Linked DNA regions of Sus scrofa: region 2 is linked to region 1. Evidence: chromatin contacts called from public HiChIP or PLAC-seq data. All regions are on one chromosome and are shown on one strand. The core of a region is the stretch at or near the end of the contact, and the rest is flanking DNA. Distances in the headings are between cores, read along the strand shown. Region 1 has its middle 200 kb from the start of PREP. Region 2 overlaps ATG5 (autophagy protein 5).

Evidence for each region. HiChIP or PLAC-seq counts read pairs in DNA pulled down with a chosen protein or histone mark.
Region 2: an H3K27ac HiChIP or PLAC-seq map of alveolar macrophages shows a contact between it and region 1. The contact joins two enhancer-like sites. A contact is called at or near these places in 1 of 47 Hi-C or Micro-C datasets (embryonic fibroblasts) and 1 of 2 datasets of contacts at active chromatin or transcription factors (alveolar macrophages).

What each region holds. Positions count from the first base shown.
Region 1 is chr1:71,835,501-71,839,250 of Sscrofa11.1, forward strand. It overlaps a transcript of PREP not described here. Among named protein-coding and RNA genes, the nearest start is that of PREP, 200 kb to the left of the region's middle. Within about 2 kb of position 1,676, at least 13 of the 83 cell types and tissues checked have an H3K27ac peak or open chromatin away from gene starts, as enhancers often do. A contact at or near this core is called in alveolar macrophages, where this site is marked.
Region 2 is chr1:72,428,496-72,432,640 of Sscrofa11.1, forward strand. The region is part of intron 6 of ATG5 (autophagy protein 5); the gene reads right to left. Among named protein-coding and RNA genes, the nearest start is that of ATG5, 90 kb to the right of the region's middle. Within about 2 kb of position 2,271, at least 7 of the 83 cell types and tissues checked have an H3K27ac peak or open chromatin away from gene starts, as enhancers often do. A contact at or near this core is called in alveolar macrophages, where this site is marked.

The DNA.
Region 1 (3,750 bases), core at 426-2,925:
CAAAGTCATTTTCAAATTGTTTCTACCCATTCACTGGTTTCTTCTAATTTACGGATATGGTTGAAGCAACAGAAATACAAATGGAACCCCAAACTTTGACTGTTACCCCAAATTTTGTCTGTTAGAAACTTTGGGGTAAAGAAGACAGATCAGAACAATGCAGAAGGTATATTTCTGAAAATCTGTAGTTCATGATAAATTTGATCTTTGAAAGAGTTATGTACTGAAGCTTGAGATATTGATAAAAGTGCTATGCTTAACCAACATAAAATATTATTATTAACATAAAATAACACATATATAGCTATACAATTATATCCAATTTATCATGATAATTATATGACTTTTTTTACTTATTTAACTCATTTCTTTTTCTTCTTTGGGCTCCTTTTTTTTTTTTTCTTGTTTATGTAAATCACTTCAATGCTTTGTCTGAGACAAATTACACATGAATTTGTGGGTTCTGAAATGTGAGATCCTCTGTTTCAGTGCACTTGTGTTTCTTCAGGGCCAGCACCTTCATGACTGATACGTGGGAAAGAGGACAACCTTACATCCTTAGCAAAGAACATCCTTAGCAAAGAAAGCATGGGGGTATATTTTTTGTTATTGTTGATCTTTTTCTTGTATACATTCCTGTTCACTGGTCTTCTCCTAGGGCAACTTGGATTTCCATGTTTTTCAAAGCCCTTTGGGCTTCCATTCTGTGTTCCTCTCTGACACACATATTCTAATTCTTATCTGTGCTTCTCTCCACTCTTTCAAGATTTTTATCAATCAACTCATCAGCAGATGAAGCACTGACAGGTGCCAACATGTGAAAATTTTTAAGCACACCTAAGGTGGTAGCTCTCCAGCCCCATAGTTCAGAAGGGGTGGAAAGACTCTATTCTGTAAATTAAAATATTTAGAAAGACTCTGGAGAAGACGAGCTCTTCTCAAAGAAAAGAATGGTTAACATACCCAGATGGTTTGTTGCACCTTGACATAGAAAAACAGAATCTATGACAGAAAAACAGAATTGTCAAATACCAAGTAGTCTGAAATGGATAATGCTGCTCTTGTTGGTATCAATGACTGAAAACATTGACAAGCTCCATAGTTTAGAGATAACATGTCCTGAAAGTCCAATTTTTTTTTTTTTCTCACATGAATGAAAAGGTCAATCTGATGCATGGGTTCCAAACAGTGTGTTGATAACATGAATGATGCCCTTGGCACTATTAATACTTTGGCTACTGATTCTTGTCCCATTGAGAATGCATGAATTTATTCATATGCCTGTGATTTACCATGGTTTAAGCACTCCTAGGGCACTGTCAGTAACTCAGTGTTGTATAACTGACTTGTTTTCCAGGATACCAGTTACCCTTCCCGGCTTACATCCTGTGTGGGCTTGGCAGACATCAGCTCCCGAGCACCTAGAAGGCACTTCCTTCTCCAGAGGAGCTTCATGGAAACAAGGACTCTGTTGCAACTGGCTGAGGTTGGAACTAATTCCTCCTCTGTCTGCGTTACAAAATAAGTGAAGACTAACCAGCCCGGGCAGGTTTTTTTGTATCCTTGGATTGCTCTCTGCCTCTTTTCAAGAGCTTTTGCTGTAAAATAACCAGACTACATCTAAATTTAGCCATGTGATATGGCACAAACAGGCTTTCATGCCTGCTGTGTCATCAAGGGGATTTCAGGATTTTCTAATTGGTCTGCCTCGGTGCATCTGATGCAATCGCCCATCATCAGTTTGTGCTCAGGAGTCTGGGTGGGAAGTGAAAGTACAGACAAGCCTGCCTAGGCCATCTCTGCCTTGCAAGAGCTTGCCGCTAGCTGTGTGTGGCTCTGAGACCCAGATTCAGGCCAATTCAAAATGAAAACCTTCAAATGAGTGCTCCGAAAGTAAAACAAAAACTGAATCTACTTGCTACATCTTGATGAGGCCCATAAGGTAGCAAAGGTTTGGGGGTACAAGGTCAAGCTGAAGGGTTAAGGCCTGAAAGGGGTTTGCCCCTCGGATAAACTAAACATCCTTTGCCAGTGGCATGCTGTGGAAAGGCGGCCCTGAGGAAAGGCTAGTGACCCATGGGGGATCCAAATTTCCACGGCTGGATGGCATCTCTTCCAGGCCTTTCCCATGGAGGCAAAGACTCCAGACTGAACTTGAAGAGTTCTAGGCAATCCTCTCAGAGTTAGGACTTTGAAGATCAAATGAGAATGATAGGGATTTGGAAAAACTAGTACTTGGTCAGTATTTATGCTTATGGCTCTTTACCAGAAAGGAAAAAAATAATTGCTCTACTATCCTCTAAGTTATTTTTATCACTTAAATGAAAAAGAACTAGCTGAGGTTATTTGGCATATCACAATGTTTTTCTTATTTTTTTTTCTGATTATCAATTCATGCTCGCTGAAAAAAATAGTCAAATGTTACAGAAATGTGTAACATAGAAAATAAGAAGACTTCTCCTTCAGCACAACCTCCAAGGTAAGTTTGGATAGCAATTTGTTTTATAGGCTCATTTCTTTTCCCCCCACAGATACTCTATCTATCTATCTATCTATCTATCTATCTATCTATCTATCTTTATAAGAATGAAATCTTCCATGATATACTTATAAATTGCATTTCCATTCAACAATATACCTTTCCCTGTTTATTTATAAAGACATACCTGGATGCCTTGTTTGGTTTTTAAGACTAGATTTCTTTAAAGTTATAAGTTACACACAGAATTAAAGCAGAGAATACAGAGATATATATTGAAAATAAAAATGCTTCCCTCCTCTCTACATCATACAGTATTATTCTAGTGTTTGGAGTGCTTTTAAAGTATAGACAAATAGATGCATATGCATGCTTATTTACTGTTGTATATATATATGTATTTTCCATACAAATGGAATTGCATTGTAATATTCTGTGTCTCAGTTTTAAAATTGAGTACAAGAATGCCTTTCAATTGGACCAAAGACTGGTTAACCTGAAAGCACAAAAGCACACTCTAGGATGGCAGAGACCACATCTGCCTGGCTCCCTGCTGTGTGTACTTTGCCTGGCATCCATACTTGAAGCCCCAAGAGTCTTCTATTGCAGTCAGAAAACCCCTGGGAGAAAAACCATCCCTTGGCCCCAGATGCTCAACAGACCCATGGGAAATCTGCTTCAATGGATTCAAGGTTTAGCTCTCCCTATAAGAGGGCTTCCCCTTCTAGGCACCAGCTTGTAGTGAGATCCTATGGGAGTCACTGGGTGCTCCAAAGTGGGTAGGGGAGCACATGCTGGCAGGATGAGGGAATAAGGAGGCCAAAGAGCTCAACAGACCTTGACTGCACTGAAAGTCACCCTCTGTCTCTGTGAAATATGCCCAATCTTCTTGGGAGCAGAAAATCCAACTTTGAGAGCAGAAGCGGATTCCTAGTAAACAGTAAGATTATTAATGAAGAATCTTAGTGAAAGTCTTCATGGATTTTTTAGTAAATTTCAAAAATGATTTCCATGTATATATGTGTGTGTAGAGGGTAATATGGCCAAGTAATAAATATTAAACAATGTGTGTGTGTTTATTTAACTCTTACAGCCGTTACCATTTCTCTAATTTACTCTATAATATGCTCCCCCTCCCCAGATGAGATATTTGGTTTTTAATTCTTCAGTGTTTTTTAATTCTTCAGGGAGAAAAAGGGACTCATGCTACTCAACTTGAGCATCATTTCAGGCTATAAAAACCCAAATATTTTAGAAAATCTTTAATCATA
Region 2 (4,145 bases), core at 1,021-3,520, 590 kb after region 1:
TCCAATAAATAGGAAAGGGAAATTTTATTCACTGAAACTGATTAAAAGTTATAAAAAAAAAGTTATAAAACGAAAAAACAAAAAAAACCAAAATGGAGTTTCTGTTGTGGCTCAGCTGACTAAGAGGATGCAGGCTTGATCCCTGGCCCGGCTCAGTGGATTAAGGATCCCAAGTTGCCGTGAGCTGCAGTGTAGATCACAGACAATGCTTGGATCTGGTGTTTCTGTGGCTATGGAGTAGACCAGCAGCTGTAGCTCTCATTTTTAGACCTTGAGCCTGGGAACTTCCATATGGTACAGGTGCAACCCTAAAAAGCAAATAAATAAATAAATAAATAAATTTAATTAAAAAGTTATGACCCCCCCCCAAATTCAGAAAGGATACAGCCTAAAAGATGTACAGTAGATGCACAATGACACTTGTTTGTGAAACTTACATATGCCCTTACTTAAAAGGCTAGGGGTAGGGAGTTGAGGGATGAGGTGGATCTTTTACTGCCACAGCAGGAAGTACCTGAAGATGACAAGGGGCCTGTTTGATTTGGTCCAATAGCTTGGACAGAATCATCTGAATACAAGTACCCAGGTTTGGGATCTCTGATCTGACTCGTCCTAAATCAAATCCATACTTGGTCCAGTGAGCCTCAGACTAGTACTCTGTTCTCCTTGGTTGGGCTAACGAAACAAATACTATGTTGACACATTAGATATGTTGTATTTCTCCAGGTACAGCAACAGACTTTGATATCATCAGCTACTTTGTGTGTGTGTGTGCTTTGCTTTAAGTCCTACAAAAAAAAGTTAGATGATTGGTTTACTATATTTGTAAATAAAATTAGATTTACAAGAGTTCCTGACGTATAGCAAAGGATTTCACTTGTTAGGTTTATAGATTTTTTTTTTTAAATTGGCTATACTGAACTATAACTGGAATTAGCAATGCCTATTTATTAATATAGAATGTAATTAGGTTTATTTCATTAGCTATATAGGTAGTATGATGTGTTTTGGGAGAATTAAATCTGAAAAAGGGATAAATTATAAAAAAAAATCAAGAAATAAAAAAGCTCTCATTTTTATTTGTCATTATTCATAGCTAACATAAATTGAACTGAAGGCATCAGAAAAACTAGATTTTATAATACACAAGTCTAATAAAACACAAATAACTGTAAAGCTATTTCCAATATTAAAAATCCCACTAACAATTACTGTGGCCCTCAAAATCAGTGTACTTTCACTTGATTCAACTTAAAAATAACTAAATTTATATATTTTAAAAGCTTTACTAGTAAGTAGTAAAGGCTTCATTATAACCAAATGGTAACAATGATGAACACCAATAAAACTTTTCTTAACGTCATTAGTAAAAAACCACAATGTAATATTTCACTTTCGAGTATCACGTGGCCAGTGATATTTCAGCTGACAGGCATTACAAGGATTTAAAGATAAATAAATTGCAACGAAGAATATTACATTTATTTCCCGCCTATGTTAAAAGAAAAAGATTTGAGGTTGCTTATAACAAAAGCATGTATATAGTAACAACAAAAACTATTAACACATCTTTTTCTTGGATAGAATTATCCCATCTCTTATATGTGGAATCTGAAAAACAAAACAAAACAAAACCCAACCAACCAACAAATCAAGCAAACCAAGCTCACTGATACAGAGCATCTGCTGGTTGCCAGACTTTGGGAGTAGAGTGTGGAAGAAATGGGTGAACTATTTTTGCTTCTGATTTATGTAAACTGAATGAGGGGTGGGAAGACTAATCTTGCTGCAATCTATAATATAAATAAAAATTGGAAGAGATTAGAGAACTGTTTGTTTGCATGAGAAATAATGAGGATATGAGCTTGAATTGTGCCAAAGAAAATGAAGAGAGTGGATATGAGGGATATGGATAAACTGTGTGATCTGCAAATAGATTTGTTTCATTAATTCATTTGTTTATTCTTACTTTAATTCATCTCTTTTATTGTATTAGGCAGTTGCTGAAGGTATTCAGCAAAAAAAATGAGCAGTTTCTGCCTTCACAAAGCTCTCTGATCAGTCCTGAGTAGCTTCTTTAATCTAGTAAAACCTGCCCTCTAAGAGTGCGCTCAGCCTCCTTCCAGAACCACTCACCCCAATCCTTTCAAATTCTGCTTCCTAGCCTGTTCCCAGTTTCTGATCACATCTTCTCTTCCTGATTCCACTTCGCCCCACTGGCAGCTCTCATTTCTGGCCTCACTTCTTAGATTCACTTCCTTCTTCCTATTTTGAGAGTTAGGCTGATTTCATGTGCTTTGGGTAAATTCCTATGGTCTTGGCAACTAGACACAGTCCTTATGCTGGCGTGCCACCCCCGCCACCAAACAATCCAGATCCTGACAGTCAAGAGTCCAGCCATAACAAAACCAAACAAAAAAGAATTATCCCAATAGCTGTACCCAGGTCTAGGATCTCTAGCAACCAGTGGGCAGGGGCAAATTTATCAGAAATCTTCATTCATTAAACATTTATTGAGCACTTACCAAGGTATTACCTGTGCCGATGGATACAAAAATGAACAATGGATGCATAAACAAATAATTTTAAGACCCTGTTAAGTAGTAACAGAAATACGCACAAAGCACTGTGAAAAAATTTAAACTCCCAAGCACAAACTATAACTCTGGATTTTCTGGCAGCTAGAGTAAACAAGTAAACAAACCCTATAACTGGTTACATAATTTCATTTTATAAGTGTGGAAATTATACCAATAGGTACAATGTATTAAAATAAAATTGAACAGAATTTTCAAAGATGAAAACAAAGAAGAGAATATAGGTCAAGCTTCAAACTTGAAATACATTATATATATATATAAATATATTTTTGAATACAGAAAGAGATAAGGCCATTTCAGGCAGAGTACAGCACCAATTCTTCCCTTTCATATATGCCCCTGCCCACTAAAGTATTCAGAGGCAGATGGAATAAAACAGTACCTTTGAGATTGGTGAATAAAGGGAGAAAAATGAGCTATGAATTTAGCATATAAAGCTTGGAATATCAAATGCAGTGGAATTAGCCAAGGCTTAGTTGGAATTGCAACTCCCAACACAACTGATTATGTTCCCATGGCAAATTATATCAATCTTCGGGAGTCTGTATCTAAATCTAAAAAATGGAAATAATATATACTTTTGAATCACTGCTGTAACAGTTAAATAAAATGAAATACATAGAACACCTAATACAACAGGTGCTTAACAAGGATTAGTTCTTTTCATTCCTCCCTTTAAAAACACGGTTAAATGTGAAGCCAAAGAAAGGTAACACTATTTAGTCTTTATAGAGCCAAGAATGTAGAGAATAAAAAATAATTGGTCTTCAACCATCAGTTCTCTTTGAAGTTTTCTTAATTAGAATAAATATGTGGCACAAAGAAAAAGAAAATAGGGGTTTACACAGGATATGCTGCCAGACCTTACCAACAATGACACATGATATGTGCTTCAAATTGTCACATGCATATTTGGCCTAAGATATATTCATGCATGTCAAATTTTGCATCACATGCTTTTCAAAAGAAGCCTCATGTTAAAATTAGCTTAAGAATATACACAATTACAATACCTCATTAAGTAAAAAGAACAGACCATTTTCAAATGAATGCTTTTAGACCTTTACAGTAAACAGTCTTTTTGGTGGTAGGAAGTGGGGGGACAGAGAGGCCGGCAGGAGGGGGGACTCTGTGCCACTTAATCAGACTACTTTTATCCTTTATGTAGGGAAATAGAAGACTTGAAAATAAGCACTTTCTGTAGTTATGCTACCAGAGTCCACTTTTAATATTCCCAACAACTCCAAAAAATAATAATTAACATTTGAAAAGCTGTCATTATTATAGTCAGGGACACTTAATCCTCAAAGCAGCAGTGTCTTAATTGAGACTATGATTAAATGAAAGCACCCATCAGAATTATATCCACACATGTGGTTTGAAGTTTATGTTTTGTCTTATTTAAAATGTTATATTTATAATAATTCTGTCTAGACAATGTCAAATGTATTTTACCGCATAAACAGTTAAGGCAAATTTATTTCAAATACAGGTGTTTTTCTCATATCCTTTCACTGAATAAAATGTGTTATAAGGAAGTACTAT